Linked DNA regions of Pan troglodytes: all the other regions are linked to region 1. A link is a contact called in public Hi-C data. All regions are on one chromosome and are shown on one strand. Each heading gives the region's core, a stretch centred on a gene start, on an enhancer-like site or on the middle of the called end of the contact. The rest is flanking DNA. Distances are from core to core; before and after follow the strand shown.

Region 1 (4,764 bases), core at 8-2,507:
TTCAGCGTCCCAAGTAGCTGGGCTATCTGGCCTGGCTAATTTTTAAATTCTTTTTGTAGAGACTGGGTTTTACTATACTATGTTGCCCAGGCTGGTCTTGAACGCCTGGGCTTAAGCGATCCTCCTGCCTCGGTCTCCCAAAGTGTTGGGATTACAGGTGTGAGCCACCATGCCCAGCTGGGTTATGTTCTTTAAAGCCAGATAGCAAACTCACTTTTTATTCCATTAGGTTTATCAAAGCAGACTGCCTTCCAAGAGACGATATTTTTTAGTGTTAAGTTGACAAGGGGTTTTGCCTGCTAAGTTTGCCGAGTAAATCCTCGGACAAGGATTGTGGGTAGTGGGCAGACCAAGAGTGAGAAATATTCTCTTGCCCTAAATCAGGAGACTACATTAGAAACAGACAAGATAGACTCAGGAAATAAAGGCTAAAAGGTATAAAGGACAAAGCAGCTTGTAGCTGACTGCAAGCATTGTGGGGTGAGTCTTTTTTTCATGTAATCTCCCTAAATACCGTCCAAATCTCCAAGGTCAAACAGATGCCACCTCCCGCTGCTGGGGCGGGGCCACATTGAGTAATAATCATTGCTCCCCGTGGTATGTTAGCACTTCGATTTCTTTCGCCTAGTGGCGACAGAGCCAAAATGAAACTGAGTAAGTACAAAACAGCAAAATAGCATTGGCCGCATCCCTCAGGGCCTCACGCACGCACTAGCCACAGCTGGTCTGGCCGCCCTGCCCCATTCCTTGAGCTACAAAATGCTGCAGTGATGCTGGTTTGCAAAGCCCCAGAGCTAGATGGGGGGATTCAGCATCCCTCCTGGCCCAGGTCTGGGCCCCCTCCCTACCCCAACCTGGGGGCTCTTGCAGTAGGTCCCCTGCCGACCCCTCCCGGCTCTGAAGCTGGCTTTCCCGGGGATCGCCTCTTCCAGACCCCGGACTCCAACAGCGTCCTCGAGCCCAGCCACCCCCGCCTCCAACCCACCTGGGAGCTCCATCCTCGGCCCTATCTCTGAGCACCTCCACTCCCTAAACGCCCAGACCCCCGGCCAAGGAAGCCTTTTGCTGCCTGCCGTCTCCCCGAGGGGCCTCCTTTGCAATGGCGAGCCGTTCGTCCCTGGCCCCGGCGTGCACTGGCGCGCCTCTGTCCCCCGGGTTCCTCGACGTAAGACAGGTTTCTGGGACGGTGCAGAGGCCAGGGCGCCTGGACTACGCGGAAGCCCGGATGTGGGCCGGGCGGGACTGCGGCTGCGTATGTAGCCCCGCCCCGGGGGGCGGCCGCCTTCCCCTCGGGCATGGCAAGAGCCAATCACAGGCCAGCGTGTCCCCGCTCCGCCAATGGTCGGCCTGTTGCTAGGGCCTGGGTCCCTGCCCCGAAATTGGCCCGCTTAGCGGCCCCAGGGCTTCATTTGTTGCAGATCCCGCCCTCCAGCCACTGGGGAGCTTTATCTCCCAACTTCACCCGCTTCTCTCTCCTCCGTCTTCCGCCTCCACCTTTGTTACGTGCTTGGGAGGACGGAGCCTTGGGCTCGTGGTGGGCCCTTGGTCCCACGCCTGCCCTTCAGTTTCTCCATCTGAATAATGACGTGATCTCGTGTCCCGGCCCGTACTGGTTGGCTATCCTTTCTTACCTACACATCTCTGCTTCTGAAAACAGCCCTGGGAGGTCTGCGTTGTTCCCAGATTGCAGAAGAGGAAACTCCTGGCCCCCGATGCACACAACAGCTGGGCGGTTTCTGGTGGCGACCTGGGTCTGACGGGTTCCATCACTTTACACGCGGGAGCCATGGTGCAACAGTGAGGGAGGGGGCAGATCTGGTGTCCTGGCGACACTGAGGCCAGGTCCTGCCTCTCTTTGGTATCCCAGGCCCTCCACAGCTAGGTCCCAACCTGCCTGTCCAACCTCCGCTGCCCTCATACCCCAGGTGTTACAGCCCCATCAGCCTCCTGTGCGCCCTTCAAGGTCCTCTGCTCCAATACCCTTCCCTCCCACGGTCCTGATGATGATAACTGAATCGAACAGTGGCGGCCAGCCAGGGCCAGGGCCCTCCCCCATCATCAGTCCTGAAAGATGTCAGAAATGGAATAAAGACACCCAGTCTCTCCGCTTCCCATCTCCTGACATAGAGTTGTATAATCCCAGGCCGAGAGGGAGATGAGTTGCCCAAGTCACTATCAAGGCTGGATTTAGGAATTAAAAATCAGCTCCAGTGAGGTTGCTGACTGTTTAGAAAGGTGGGATTTCTGTCGCTCAGCAATGTCTATTTTCTTTTTCTTTCTTTTTTAGAGACAAGGTGTCACTCTGTTGCCCAGGCTGTACTGGAGTGCAGTGGTGCAATCATAGCTCACTGGAGCCTCCAAATCCTGGGCTCCGAGTAGCTGAGACTATAGGTGTGCACCACCATACCCAGCTGATTTCTAAATTTTTTTTGTAGAAACAGGGTCTCACTGTGGTGCCCAGACTGGTCTCGAGTACCTGACCTCAAGCCTCAGCCTCCCAAAGTGTTGGGATTACAGGTGAAAACCACTGTGCCCGACCCAATGTTTCATTTTCTGAATAAAGGGCTGTTGGGGGACAAAAGCTTAAGAGCTCAGGATTTGGATTCTCATCCCACCATGTCCTAATTAGGTGACATAACCTCTCAAGGTATTTAGCCTTTTAGAGGATCAGTTTCTACATCTGTAAAATGAGAATAATACAACCTACCTCAAAAATGTCTAGCAGTGACTGAGTGCTTACTATCGGCTCTCAGCAGCCTTCTAAAGACTTCACAGTGGCTGGGTGCAGAGGCTCAAGCCTGTAATCCCAGCACTTTGGGAGGCTGAGGCAGGAGGATTGCTGGAGACCAGGAGTTCCAGACCAGCCTGGGCAACATAGCGAGATCCTATCTCTACCAAAATTACAAAATTAGCCAGGCATATTGACAAATGCTTGTAGTCCCGGCTACTTGGGAGGCTGAGGTAGGAGGGTAGCTGGAGTCCAAGAATTCGAGGCTGTAGTGAGCTGTAATGGTGCCATGGCACTCCAGCCTGGGCAACTGAGCAAGATCCTGTCTCAAAAAAAAAAAAAAAAAAAAAAGTCAGGCGTGGTGTCTCATGCCTGTAATCCCAGCACTTTGGGAGGCCGAGACGGGTGGATCACCTGAGATCGGGAGTTAGAGACCACCCTGACCAACATAAAGAAACCCCATCTCTACTAAAAATACAACATTAGCCGGGTGTGGTGGCAGGTACCTGTAGTCCCAGCTACTCGGGAGGCTGAGGCAGGAGAATCGCTTGAACCCAGGAGGCAGAGGTTGCGGTGAGCCGAGATAGTGCCACTGCACTCCAGCCTGGGCAACAAGAATGAAACTCAGTTAAAAAAAAAAAAGAATACTTCTTAGGTATTAATTCATATAGTTGCATCATTTGCAGATGAGGAAACTGAGACTTAGCAACATGCCCAAGGTCCCACAGCTAAAAAGTAAGTGGCCAAGTGGGATTGAACCCAGGCAGTGTGACATGAGTTCCTGCAACCATAACTGCGATCCCGTGCTGCCGCTCAGTGGAGTGGGGTTGCTATGAGGATTTAATAAGCTAACAAGTGATTGGCAGCTAGCAGGTGCCTCCTAAAATGTGCCAGTTCTGATTAGGATCAGAGTGGAAACAGTGGTCAACCCCCCTGCAGCAGAGGGTGTGACAGGGTGGGGCAGGAGCCCGGGCGCAGGCCTTGGCTGCCAGACCCTTCCAAGGCAGAGAGAGTGGGCTGGGTCTTCCAGGAGGGAAATTCAGGGAGGCTTGAAGGCCCTTGGAAACTGAAGCCCAGGGCAGAGAAGAACCGGGCTAAAGGCGTGCTGGGTGTGGGGCTGGGGAGAGGGGCAGTGGGGAGGTGTCAGAGTTTTTCAAGACTGGGCCTCTTTTTATTTTTGTTGAGACAGGGTCTCGCTTTGTCACCCAGGCTGGAGTGCAGTGGCACGATCTTAACTTGCTGCAACATCCACCTCCTGGGTTCAAGCAATTCTCCTGCCTCAGCCTCCCGAGTAGCTGGGATTACAAGTGTCCGTCACCACACCTGGCTAATTTTTGTATTTTTAGTGGAGACGGGGTTTCACCATGTTGGCCAGGCTGGTCTTGAACTTCTGACCTCAAGTTATCCACCTGCCTCAGCCTCCCAAAGTGCTGGGATTACAGGCATGAACCACCATGTCCGGCTTGTCTCTTTGTTTTATTTATTTATTTATTTAGTTAGTTAGTTAGTTAGTTATTTATAAGAAACAGAGTCTCGCTCTGTCTTCCAGGCTGGAGTGCAGTGTTGTGATCATATCTCACTGCAGCCTCAAGCTTCTGGGCTCAAGCAATCCTCCCGCCTCAGCCTCCCGAGCAGCTGGGGCTGTAGGTGTGCACCTACTGCCATGCCATGTCCGGCTACTTTTTCCTTTTTTTTTTTTTTTTTTAATAGAGAAGGGATCTCACTATGTTGTCCAGGCTGGTCTCACATTCCTAGGCTCAAGCGATCCTCCCGCCTCAGCCTCCCAAAGTGCTGGGATTACAGGTGTGAGACACGGCGTCTGGCCAAGACCAAGTCAATTGCCCCTGTTTGCGCTCTACAGGGCTCAGAACCTGGGCAGAGATTCCTGAAGGTTCTGGACTGGGCAGTGTCGGTGCCTGAGGAATTCATCCTCTCTGGGAGGGCACCAGGGGGCAGTCGCTTACTGTCCTATCTGGGCCTGGGAGTGGGGCGATGTGGGTCCGCAAACCCCAGGGCGTTCTCTAGGGGGCAGTCTC
Region 2 (4,852 bases), core at 2,085-4,584, 130 kb after region 1:
CTGAGGCAGGAGAATCGCTTCAACCCAGGAGGCAGAGGTTGCAGTAAGCCGAGATTGTACCACCACACTCCAGCCTGGGAGACGGAGCGAGACCCTGTCTCAAAACAAAAACGAAAACAAAAACACATGGGCACCCATGCCTGTGCACCCATGCCTAATATACCTGCCAATGCATTGGACCCTGGCCCGCCAAACTATCCTCAAAAAACACCCTGGCCTCCGAATTTTCGGGGAGATTGATTTGAGTAATAATTCCGTCTCCCACGTGGCATGGCTAGCCTCATGTCAATTTCACTCTTTCTTTATTACAATGCCGTGGTCTCAGGGAATTGGTTTTATCTGTGCAGTGGGCAGGAAGAACCCATCGGGCAGCTACAACCCCCAGCCAGGCACAGTCCTAGAGTGAGCCCAGGGCAGCTATTGTCTTTATGGGATGGCCATCCTGTGCCAGGCGCCTCCTGGGCCTGGATGTGGGGTGGGGGAAGTTAGCAAGCTGAGGCTGAGAGTAGAAAATGTAGCCTGCAGAGGTGGCTGTCCGAAGGAAAAGCACACCCACACTGACTTGGAGCCCCAGCTACCCAGAGACAGGAGGAGATGGACTGAAGTTTCCTTCATGAGGTCCTAGCCCGAGGTCCCATCTCTTCCACAAGGCCTTTCCTGGTTGTCCAAGGGGCCCCAGACTCCAGAGAAGCCCAGGCAGCAGAAGTCTTTTTTTACTTTTTTTTTTTTTTAGAGACAGGGTCTCGCTCTGTCGCTTAGGCTGGAGTGCAGTGGTGCGATCATAGCTCACTGCAGCCTCAACCTCCTAGGCTCAAGCGATCCTCCTGCATCAGCCTCCCTGGTAGCTGGGACCACAAGTGTGCTAATTTTTATTTTATTTTATTTTGTTTTATTTTATTTTTTAGTAGAGACGGGGGTCTCACTATGTTGCCCAGGCTGGTCTTGGACTCCTGAGCTCAAGCAATCCTTCTGCCTCGGCCTCCCAGAGTGCTGGGATGACAGGCGTGAGGCACCTCACCTGGCTGTAATTCATGTTTTGTTTTTTTTTTGTTTTTGTTTTTTGTTTTGAGACAGAGTCTTCCTCTGTCACCCAGGCTGGAGTGCAGTGGTGCGATCTCAGCTCACTGTAACCTCTGCCTCCCGGGTTCAAGTGATCCTCCTGCCTTAGCCTCCCGAGTAGCTGGAATTGCAGGTGCCCATCACCACGCCTGGCCAATTTTTGTATTTTTAGTAGAGACGGGGTTTTACCACGTTGGCCAGTCTGGTCTCAAACTCCTGACCTCAAATGATCCACCCACCTCTGCCTCAAAGTGCTGGGATGACAGGCGTGAGCCACCGTGCCTGGCCTGTAATTCATATTTTATGTCCACATTCTCGCTCCACTCCTCCTGCAGGGCTATTTCCTTTATCCTTTTCTTTAAGTCTACTCATATTTGTACTAAGCTGTGTTCTAGGCAGTGCCGCCCAGGATGTGGTAGGCTCAATGCACTGGTTTCTAGCACTTCTGATACCCATATTCGCATATGTGAATTATTCATTATCCACAAAATGAACGTGTCTAAGTCATATTGGCACCCCTTGGAGATGCCTGGCTTGGCTCCCAGCACCAGGCCCTGCCCAGAGCTCCTGAGACAGTCTCACTCCCTCCCACAGCCAGGCTGATGACCACAGCCAGGTCAATGACCCCACTCCCTTACCCAGGAGAAGCACTTTGGGGTAGGGTCTGCTGGGGCTCAGAGGATTCAGGTGCCACCCACCCGTCAACGTGCTGTGTGACTGCAGGCTAGGTCTTCTACTCTGAGTCTGAGCTTGCTAATTTCCCCCACCCCACATCTATGCCCAGCAGGGCACAGGGTGCCCATCCCATAAAGACAGCAATAGCTGTCTTGGGCTCACTCCGGGACCATGCCTGGCTGGGGGCTGTAGTCGCCCAATGCGTTCTTCCTGCCCACTCCACAGACAAAACCAATTCCCTGGGACCACAGCATTACAATAAAGAAAGAGCGTAGGCCAGACGCGGTGGCCCACAGCTGTAATCCCAGCACTTCGGGAGGCCTAGGCGGGCGGATCGCCTGAGGTCAGGAGTTCAAGACCAGCCTGGCCAACATGGCGAAACCCCATTTCTACTAAAACAAAACAAAACAAAAATTAGCCAGGCATGGTGGTGGGTGCCTGTAATTCCAGCTACTCAGGAGGCTGAGGCAGAAGAATGGCTTGAACCCGGGAGGTGGAGGTTGCAGTGAGCCAAAATCGTGCCATTGTATTCCAGCCCAGGCAACAACAGTGAAACTCCATCTTAAAAAAAAAAGAAAGAGTGTAATTGACATGAGGCTGGCCACCCCACGTAGGAGATGGAATTACTACTCAAATCAATCTCCCCCAAAATTTGGAGGCCAGGGTTTTTTGAGGATAGTTTGGGGGGCCAGGAAGTGCACATCTGGGTGGGGACACATGGCCAGTTGGTGGGTCTGGATGAAGCAATCAGTCGTCAGAAATGCAAAAACCTGGCCAGGCGCAGTGGCTTATGCCTGTAATTCCAGTAGTTTGGGAGGCTGAGGCGGGCGAATTGCTTGAGCCCAGGAGTTTTTGACCAGCCTGGGCAACATAGCGAGACCCCACCTCTACAAAACTCAGCTGGGCATGGTGGCACATACCTGTGTTCCCAGCTACTCGGGAGGCTGAGGTGGGAGGATCACTTGAGCCCAGGAGGTCAAGGCTGCAGTGAGCCATAATTGTGCCACTGCACTGCAGCCCAGGCAACAGAATGAGACCCTGTCTTAAAAAAAAAATAAAAATAAAAAAGGCAAGATGGGGGTTGGTTAGATCAGATCTCCTTTACTGTCATAATTTTCTCACTGTGGTAATTTTTGCAAAGGCGGTTTCAGGGCAGCGCCTCTCTGCCTCTCCATGTGTAATGTGGGGTGAACAGCCTCCCTCAGAGGCCTCCTGGGACTCTGTGAGATGGCAGATGGAAGATTCCAGGCGACAAGATGCTCTGCGTGCAGACATTTCCAGGGTTTGCTCTAGGGTTTGCAGCAGGAGCTGGGAGGGTCCCACTGCGCCCCTCTTTCCTGAGCCAGACATTTTAGCCGAGCTCAGCCCAGCCTGGGGTATATCTGCCATCAGTCACCACTGTCAAAGCTTACCGTACCCAGCCCCCGACACATACACACCCATGCACATGTCACTGCCTTCCCCCAACACAGAATCAGGCCCCAGCCCGTGGTGGGAGCATTTTCAGTACCCGCAACCACGGCCCCAAACAGGCGACCTCCCTCCAGGGCTGCAGCGGAGTTAACCTAATTCCGGGCCTGCGGTCGGCCTGGCACACTGGCGCCGGCTCACAGCTCACAGCCGGCTGGGAGAATACAAACCAGAAGGAGCCCGGGGCGGGGAGGGATTGGGGAGCCAGCAGGACGCGGAGGTGTTATTTTTAGGCAGCAAGGTGGGGCTTGAGGTGGATCTGGTGGCTTAGGGAGGAGGGGGCTCCAAACAGTAATGGCAGGCTCCAGTCAGAGGGACAGGGTGGCATGCGTGTGGCTTCTCCTTAGAGGTACCAGGCCGGCCTGGGGCTTCCAGGAAGGTGGGGAGGGGTCCGAGAATCGGAAAGGGGATTACCATGGCTTCCTGCCAGAGCTGTCCCTGCTGGGCCTGGGAGAGACACAAAGCACACGCAGGGGTTTTTGGGACAAAGAGGCCAGCTAGGGGGAGTGAAATGGCTCTAAAGTGGGCAGAAGGTTGGGCATCGTGGCTCACACTTGAAATCCCAACACTTTGGGAGGCCAAGGCAGGAGGACTGCTTGAGCCTAGGAGTTTAAAACCAGCCTGGGGAACATAGCAAAGCCGTATCTTGACAAAAAAATAAAATGTTTAGCTGGGTATGGTGGCACATGCCTGCAATCCCAGCTGCTTGGGAGGCTGAGGTGGGAGGATTGCTTGAGCCTAGGAGGTCCAGGCTGCAGTGAGCTATGATTGCACCCCTGCACTCTAGCCTGGGAGGCAGAGCAAGACCTTATTTCAAAAATAAAATAAAATAAAATATAAAAATAGTGGGCAGGGCTGGGCGCAGTGGCTTACGCCTGTAATCCCAGCACTTTGGGAGGCCAAGATGGGCCGATCATGAGGTCAGGAGATCGAGACCATCCTGGCTAACACGATGAAACCCCGTCTCTACTAAAAATACAAAAAAATTAGCTGGGCATGGTGGCGGGCGCCTGTAGTCCCAGTTACTCGGGAGGCTGAGGCAGAAGAATGGCGTGAACCCGGGAGGTGGAGGTTGCAGTGAGCCGAGATCACACCACTGCACTCCAGCCTGGGCGACAGAGTGAGACTCCGTCTCAAAAAAAAGAAATAAAAAATAAAAATAAATAAAATAAAAATAGTGGGCAGCCCAGGCACAGTGGCTCATGCCTGTAATCCCAGCACTTTGGGAGGCCAAGGTGGGCGGATCACGAGGTCAGGGGTTCGAAACCAGCCTGACCAACATGGTGAAACCCTGTCTCTACTAAAAATAAAAAATTAGCTGGGCGTGGTGGCGCACGCCTGTAATCCCAGCTACTCAGGAGGCTGAGGCAGAAGAATTGCTTGAACCCGGGAGGCGGAGGTTGCAGTAAGTTGAGATCGCACGACTGCACTCCAGCCTGGGTGACAGAGTGAGAGTCTGTCTCAAAATAAATAAAAAATAAAATAAAATAAATACCAAGGTGTCCGTGGGCTGTGTTCCTTCTGGAGGCTGTCGCAGAGAGCTCTTTTCCTTCCCTTTTCCAGCTCCTAGAGGCTGGCTGCATCCCTCAGCTCATGGTTCCCTCCTCCATCTTCAGAGCTAGCACTGCAGCATCCTCAAATCTCTCTC
Region 3 (4,581 bases), core at 484-2,983, 250 kb after region 1:
GCTCACAGGGATGTCTTAGCTTGCTGCGTTCCTTATTTTGGAATGTCCTTTTTTTTTTTTTTTTTTTTTTTGACAGTCTCTCACTCTGTTGCCCAAGCTGGGGTGCAGTGGCACAGTCTCAGCTCCCTGCAACCTCTGCCTCCCAGGTTCAAGCGATTCACCTGCCTCAGCCTCCCAAGTAGCTGGGACTACAGGCGTGTGCCACCATGCCCAGCTAATTTTTTGTATTTTTTTAGTAGAGACGCGGTTTCACTATGTTAGCCAGGATGGTCTTGATCTCCTGACCTCGTGATCCACCCACCTCAGCCTCCCAAACTGCTGGGATTACAGGTGTGAGCCACCGCGTCCGGCAGGAAATGTTATAACTTGTCTATGTCTTTTCATAAACAACTTCCTCTTTTTCTTTATTCTCCATTAGTTTTACCTATTTAGCAGTGTTTTAAGTTGTTAGCCAATCAGGTTCAGTTTAAATTGTAATTTCTAGCTCCAGTCAATGGAGACAACACACAGCAGCAAGGACAAGCTGCATAAAGGATAAAAATTGCTTCCCTCTTTTCTCCAGAAAGTAAAATTACCTTACTGAGAAAACTTCTTTGTCTAAATGCTGATTTTTCCTTGCAGTACTGGGGAAGAAGCATTTTGTTTCTGAATAAACATTTTACTCATAACACAGAGGTTGCAGTGAGCCGAGAGCTTGCCACTGCGCTCCAGCCTGGGCGACAAAGCGAGACTCCGTCTCAACAAAACAAAAAACAAAGACTGGTTCTTGGCTTCTCGTGGCAAAGGCCTTGGCCACATCATTTTGGTCCTTAACACCATACATGCAGCCACTGGTCTTTTTTTCCTCACAGAGGAGGACAGAAGTTCTGTGTGAGGAGGTGGCCAGAAGGATGGGAGGACGGATAATTGGAGCTTGGAAGTAGAGGTGTGGTGAGTTTCATCCACACTGACAACTTCCTGATGGAGTTCTGGGTGGCAGAAGTGGGGCTGGGAGATGCTGTTTCTCCTCCATGTCCCTATCATCCCCGCTCCTACTCACCGCCATCCCATCTCTGGTCTTTAGCATCCGAGTGGTCCCTGCCTTCACGTCACTCCTAGTTCGTGTGCACCTGCAGCTCAGGCATTGCTGGGAAGCTGACTAGAAAATGCAGAATCTGGGCCGGGTACGGTGGCTCACGCCTGTAATCCCAGCACATTGGGAGGGCAAGGCGGGCAGATTACTTGAGGTTAGGAGTTTGAGACCAGCTTGACCAACATGGAGAAACCCCATCTACTAAAAATACAAAAATTATCTGGCTGTGGTAGTGGCGTGCATGTAGTCCCATCTACTCGGGAGGCTGAGGCAGAATTGCTTGAACCTGGGCCAGAGAGGTTGCAGTGAGCCGAGATCACACCACTGCACTCCAGCTTGGGCGACAGAGCAAGACTCCGTCTCAAAATAAAATAAAAATTTTAATTAAAAAAATCAGAATCTGGGCCCAGCAGCAGGCTCCAGGGACCCCCCCCGCCAACCCGCCCTTGGTGGAGTGTGAGCAGCCTTGGCCACCATGTCACCATCCTGCTCAGCTCCTGGGACGCCCTGTTCCTGCCATCCACAAGCTCTTCAGCCTGTCTGCTCCGGCAGCTGCCTATGACGCCCATCCCACCCTCCCTGCTGGTTGAAATCCTGCCCAGCCTGCAGAGCCAGAGCGTATGCCATCTCCTCCCCCTCCTTTTCCCTCCTCCTAGAGATCTTGATAGGGGAAGTCCTCCTTGATGCTCTGCCAAGACATGAAGTAACCTTGCCCTCCTCTGGAGTCCCACGGTACTTCCTCTGCGTTTGTCTTGTGGATTCTCAGTACCTGACTCGTCTTTAGCCCTGGAAGGCAGGAGCTAGAGGGTGAATAGCCCAGGGACAGCCAGTATCTCCAGGCCCCTTCATCATCATCTGAAAGAATCTAGGATATTCTACATTCCAGGTCCTCCCTTTAGGATGCTAGAGCTGAATTTCTGAGATGGAACCAGAAATGGGCTTCTTTTTTTTTTTTTTTTTTTGGGACAGGTCTCTCTCTGTCTCCCAGGCTGGAGTGTAGTGGCACAGTCACAGCTCACAGCAACCTCAAGCTCCTGGGCTCAAGCAGTCCTCCCACCTTAGTGGGAGTATCCTGAGTGAACTCTCTGGGAGGTTCTTAAGGGGTAGCCCCTGGTTTATGGAGAGAGGTAGTGACCACCCTCAACCAAGACACAGCCTGACTTAGCTTGAGTCCCAGGTCCTGTCAGGGTTGTTGCAAGGATCCCATAAAATGGCAAATGCACCCCAAATACAGCCAGCATAGTGCTCTGCATATAGAACCACCAGGAGGAAACAATGCTAAAGTACCACGCTCAGAGTTCTGCTCTCTACAGCAGTGAAAAACGAAAACACCGAGTTATCCACCCTCAAGGTTATCCAGCTGTGAAAAGAATGGCAGGGCACAGTGGCTCATGCCTGTAATCCCAACACTTTGGGAGGCTGAGGTGGGAGGATTGATTGAGGCCAGGAGGACCAGCCTGGGCAACAGAGCAAGTCCTCCCACCCTGATCTCTTTTTTTTTTTTTGAGACAGAGTCTGGCTCTGTCGCCCAGGCTGGAGTGCAGTGGTACAATCTCGGCTCACTGCAAGCTTCGCCTCCCAGGTTCATGCCATTCTCCTGCCTCAGCCTCCCGAGGAGGTGGGACTATAGGCACCCGCCACCACGCCCGGCTAATTTTTTGTATTTTTAGTAGAGAAGGGGTTTCACCGTGTTAGCCAGGATGGTCTCGATCTCCTGACCTCGTGATCTGCCTGCCTCGGCCTCCCAAAGTGCTGGGATTACAGGCGTGAGCCACCGCGCCTGGCCACCCCCACCCTGGTCTCTACAAAAAATTATAAAATTAGCCGGGCATGGTGGCAGGCACCCATAGTCCCAGCTACTGGGGAGGCTGAGGTGGGAGGATCGCTTGAGCCCAGGGGTTGGAGGCTGCAGTGAGCCATGATCACACCACTGCACTCCAGCCTGTGCGACAGAGACCTTGTCTCTAAAGAAAAATTTAGAAAAGTGACAAGGGCAAATACACACAGTGAAAGAAGTGGGGGGCAGCTCATCTCCATAAATGGCCACCAGAGTCAGGTCTCCCGCAGCCACACCCTTGTGTGGTTCCTGCCCATGTCATTGGGGGCCTTGTAACTTACTCTAGAGAATGCAGCGCAAGCGAAGCTGGGCCAGTTCTCAGCCCAAGCCTTAGAGCCTGGCAACTTCTGCTTTTGCTTGTGGGAACTGAGTCATTCAACAAACATATGGACCTTGCTGTAGACGCGTTGCGAAGAATGAGAGGCCCAAGACCTCGGGGAAAAGGCCAGCTGTCCGGACATCTCCCAAACACCAGCCTCGCGTGCTCCAGTCCAGCCAAGCCTCCAGTGACTGCAGTGGGAGCTGTGGGCATGTAACCACCCAGCTGAGTCCTGTCAACCCCCAGCGTCGGGAGACAGGAACAGAAATAGCCTAAAAGCCACCAGAGTGGAGAGGGCTGGGATTGTTACAGTAGCAGATAACCTGCAGAGCAGGCTTCATTCTCTCAACCTATGAAATATGCAAGAGAGGACAAGTATTACCAGTAGTTCCTTTCCCACTTTATTTTTTAGCTGCTTTTTGGGTTTTATACAATGAACATGTATTAATTGTAGAAGAAAACGATGTCATCCTTTATGATAAAATCCATTTCCATTTTAGCTTTTTTAAAAAAACAAAAAGCTATTGTGGACAGATGAACATCCAAGTACTGGGCACACCTCCAGCCCTCCCTCTTCCACTGAAGGCCGTTGCCTGTTGCTAGAAAGTTCTTTCCCAGGTATGCAGCTTTCAGTTTCCACTTCAGAGGCCACAGTGTCTGGGGAACGGACTGCCCCCAATACTAAAGGGAGTCAAATCTCTTTAATTCCCCACTCCTCAATACAACAAGAAGTCCCTTCTTTAGGCCACTGATGGAAACCTGGAACCCCCTTTTGATGGCAGCATGGCGTCCTAGGCCTTGACACAGCGGCTGGGGTTTGGGCTGTCCCAAACCGCACACCCCAACCCTGGTCTACCCACAGTTCTGGCTATGGGCTGTCTCTGCCACTGAACATCAGGGTTCGGTCAGAAGATGAAATCCCAAGGGGGACAGAGGTCAGTAGAGGAAGCTCAATGAGAAAGGTGCTGTTTGCTCAGCCAGAAAACGGCTGCCTGGCATTCACCGCTGAACTATGACCCCGTGGGGGTGAACTACCCCCAGGAGGAATCAGGCCTGGGCGATGCAAGGGTGCCAACAGGAGGGGCGGGAGGAGCATGTACGGGTAAACTGAATACTGTGTCTAATTCCATAAATTAACAATTTAGACTTTCTTGAAGCTACTGATGAAAGCGTCACGCTTCAGTCTAACAGTTAAACATCATCTAATTCTGATTGGTAATGAAGAGGTAGCAGACACTCTAAAGTTGGCTCTCACAGGGAAGAAAGCACAGCATTTACAGAAGGGACCTTGAAAAATAAAATCAAGGACGGCTTTTATTGATGCGCCCACAGAGCCACCCACAATTTGGAAGG

Evidence for each region. Hi-C and Micro-C count contacts between places; a contact is called where the count stands out from the background.
Region 2: a Hi-C map of induced pluripotent stem cells shows a contact between it and region 1, with 3 times the contacts expected there. The contact joins two enhancer-like sites. A contact is called at or near these places in 3 of 7 Hi-C or Micro-C datasets (induced pluripotent stem cells and stem cell-derived neural progenitor cells), 1 of 1 datasets of contacts at active chromatin or transcription factors (stem cell-derived excitatory neurons) and 1 of 1 other capture datasets (stem cell-derived neural stem cells).
Region 3: a contact with region 1 is called in a Hi-C map of induced pluripotent stem cells, with 2.1 times the contacts expected there. The contact joins two enhancer-like sites. A contact is called at or near these places in 2 of 7 Hi-C or Micro-C datasets (both in induced pluripotent stem cells).

What each region holds. Positions count from the first base shown.
Region 1 is chr6:85,170,849-85,175,612 of NHGRI_mPanTro3-v2.0_pri, forward strand. No RefSeq gene overlaps it. Among named protein-coding and RNA genes, the nearest start is that of HSPB1, 14 kb to the right of the region's middle. Within about 2 kb of position 1,258, at least 24 of the 24 cell types and tissues checked have an H3K27ac peak or open chromatin away from gene starts, as enhancers often do. A contact at or near this core is called in induced pluripotent stem cells and stem cell-derived neural stem cells, where this site is marked.
Region 2 is chr6:85,300,712-85,305,563 of NHGRI_mPanTro3-v2.0_pri, forward strand. The region is part of intron 5 of LOC107976168 (general transcription factor II-I repeat domain-containing protein 1); the gene reads right to left. Among named protein-coding and RNA genes, the nearest start is that of SRRM3, 15 kb to the left of the region's middle. Within about 2 kb of position 3,335, at least 7 of the 24 cell types and tissues checked have an H3K27ac peak or open chromatin away from gene starts, as enhancers often do. A contact at or near this core is called in induced pluripotent stem cells and stem cell-derived neural stem cells, where this site is marked.
Region 3 is chr6:85,423,303-85,427,883 of NHGRI_mPanTro3-v2.0_pri, forward strand. The region is part of intron 15 of LOC134810458; the gene reads left to right. MDH2 (malate dehydrogenase 2) reads right to left here. Exons shown (of 9, transcript XM_001156205.6): 9 at 4,525-4,581. Among named protein-coding and RNA genes, the nearest start is that of STYXL1, 20 kb to the right of the region's middle. Within about 2 kb of position 1,734, at least 10 of the 24 cell types and tissues checked have an H3K27ac peak or open chromatin away from gene starts, as enhancers often do. A contact at or near this core is called in induced pluripotent stem cells, where this site is marked.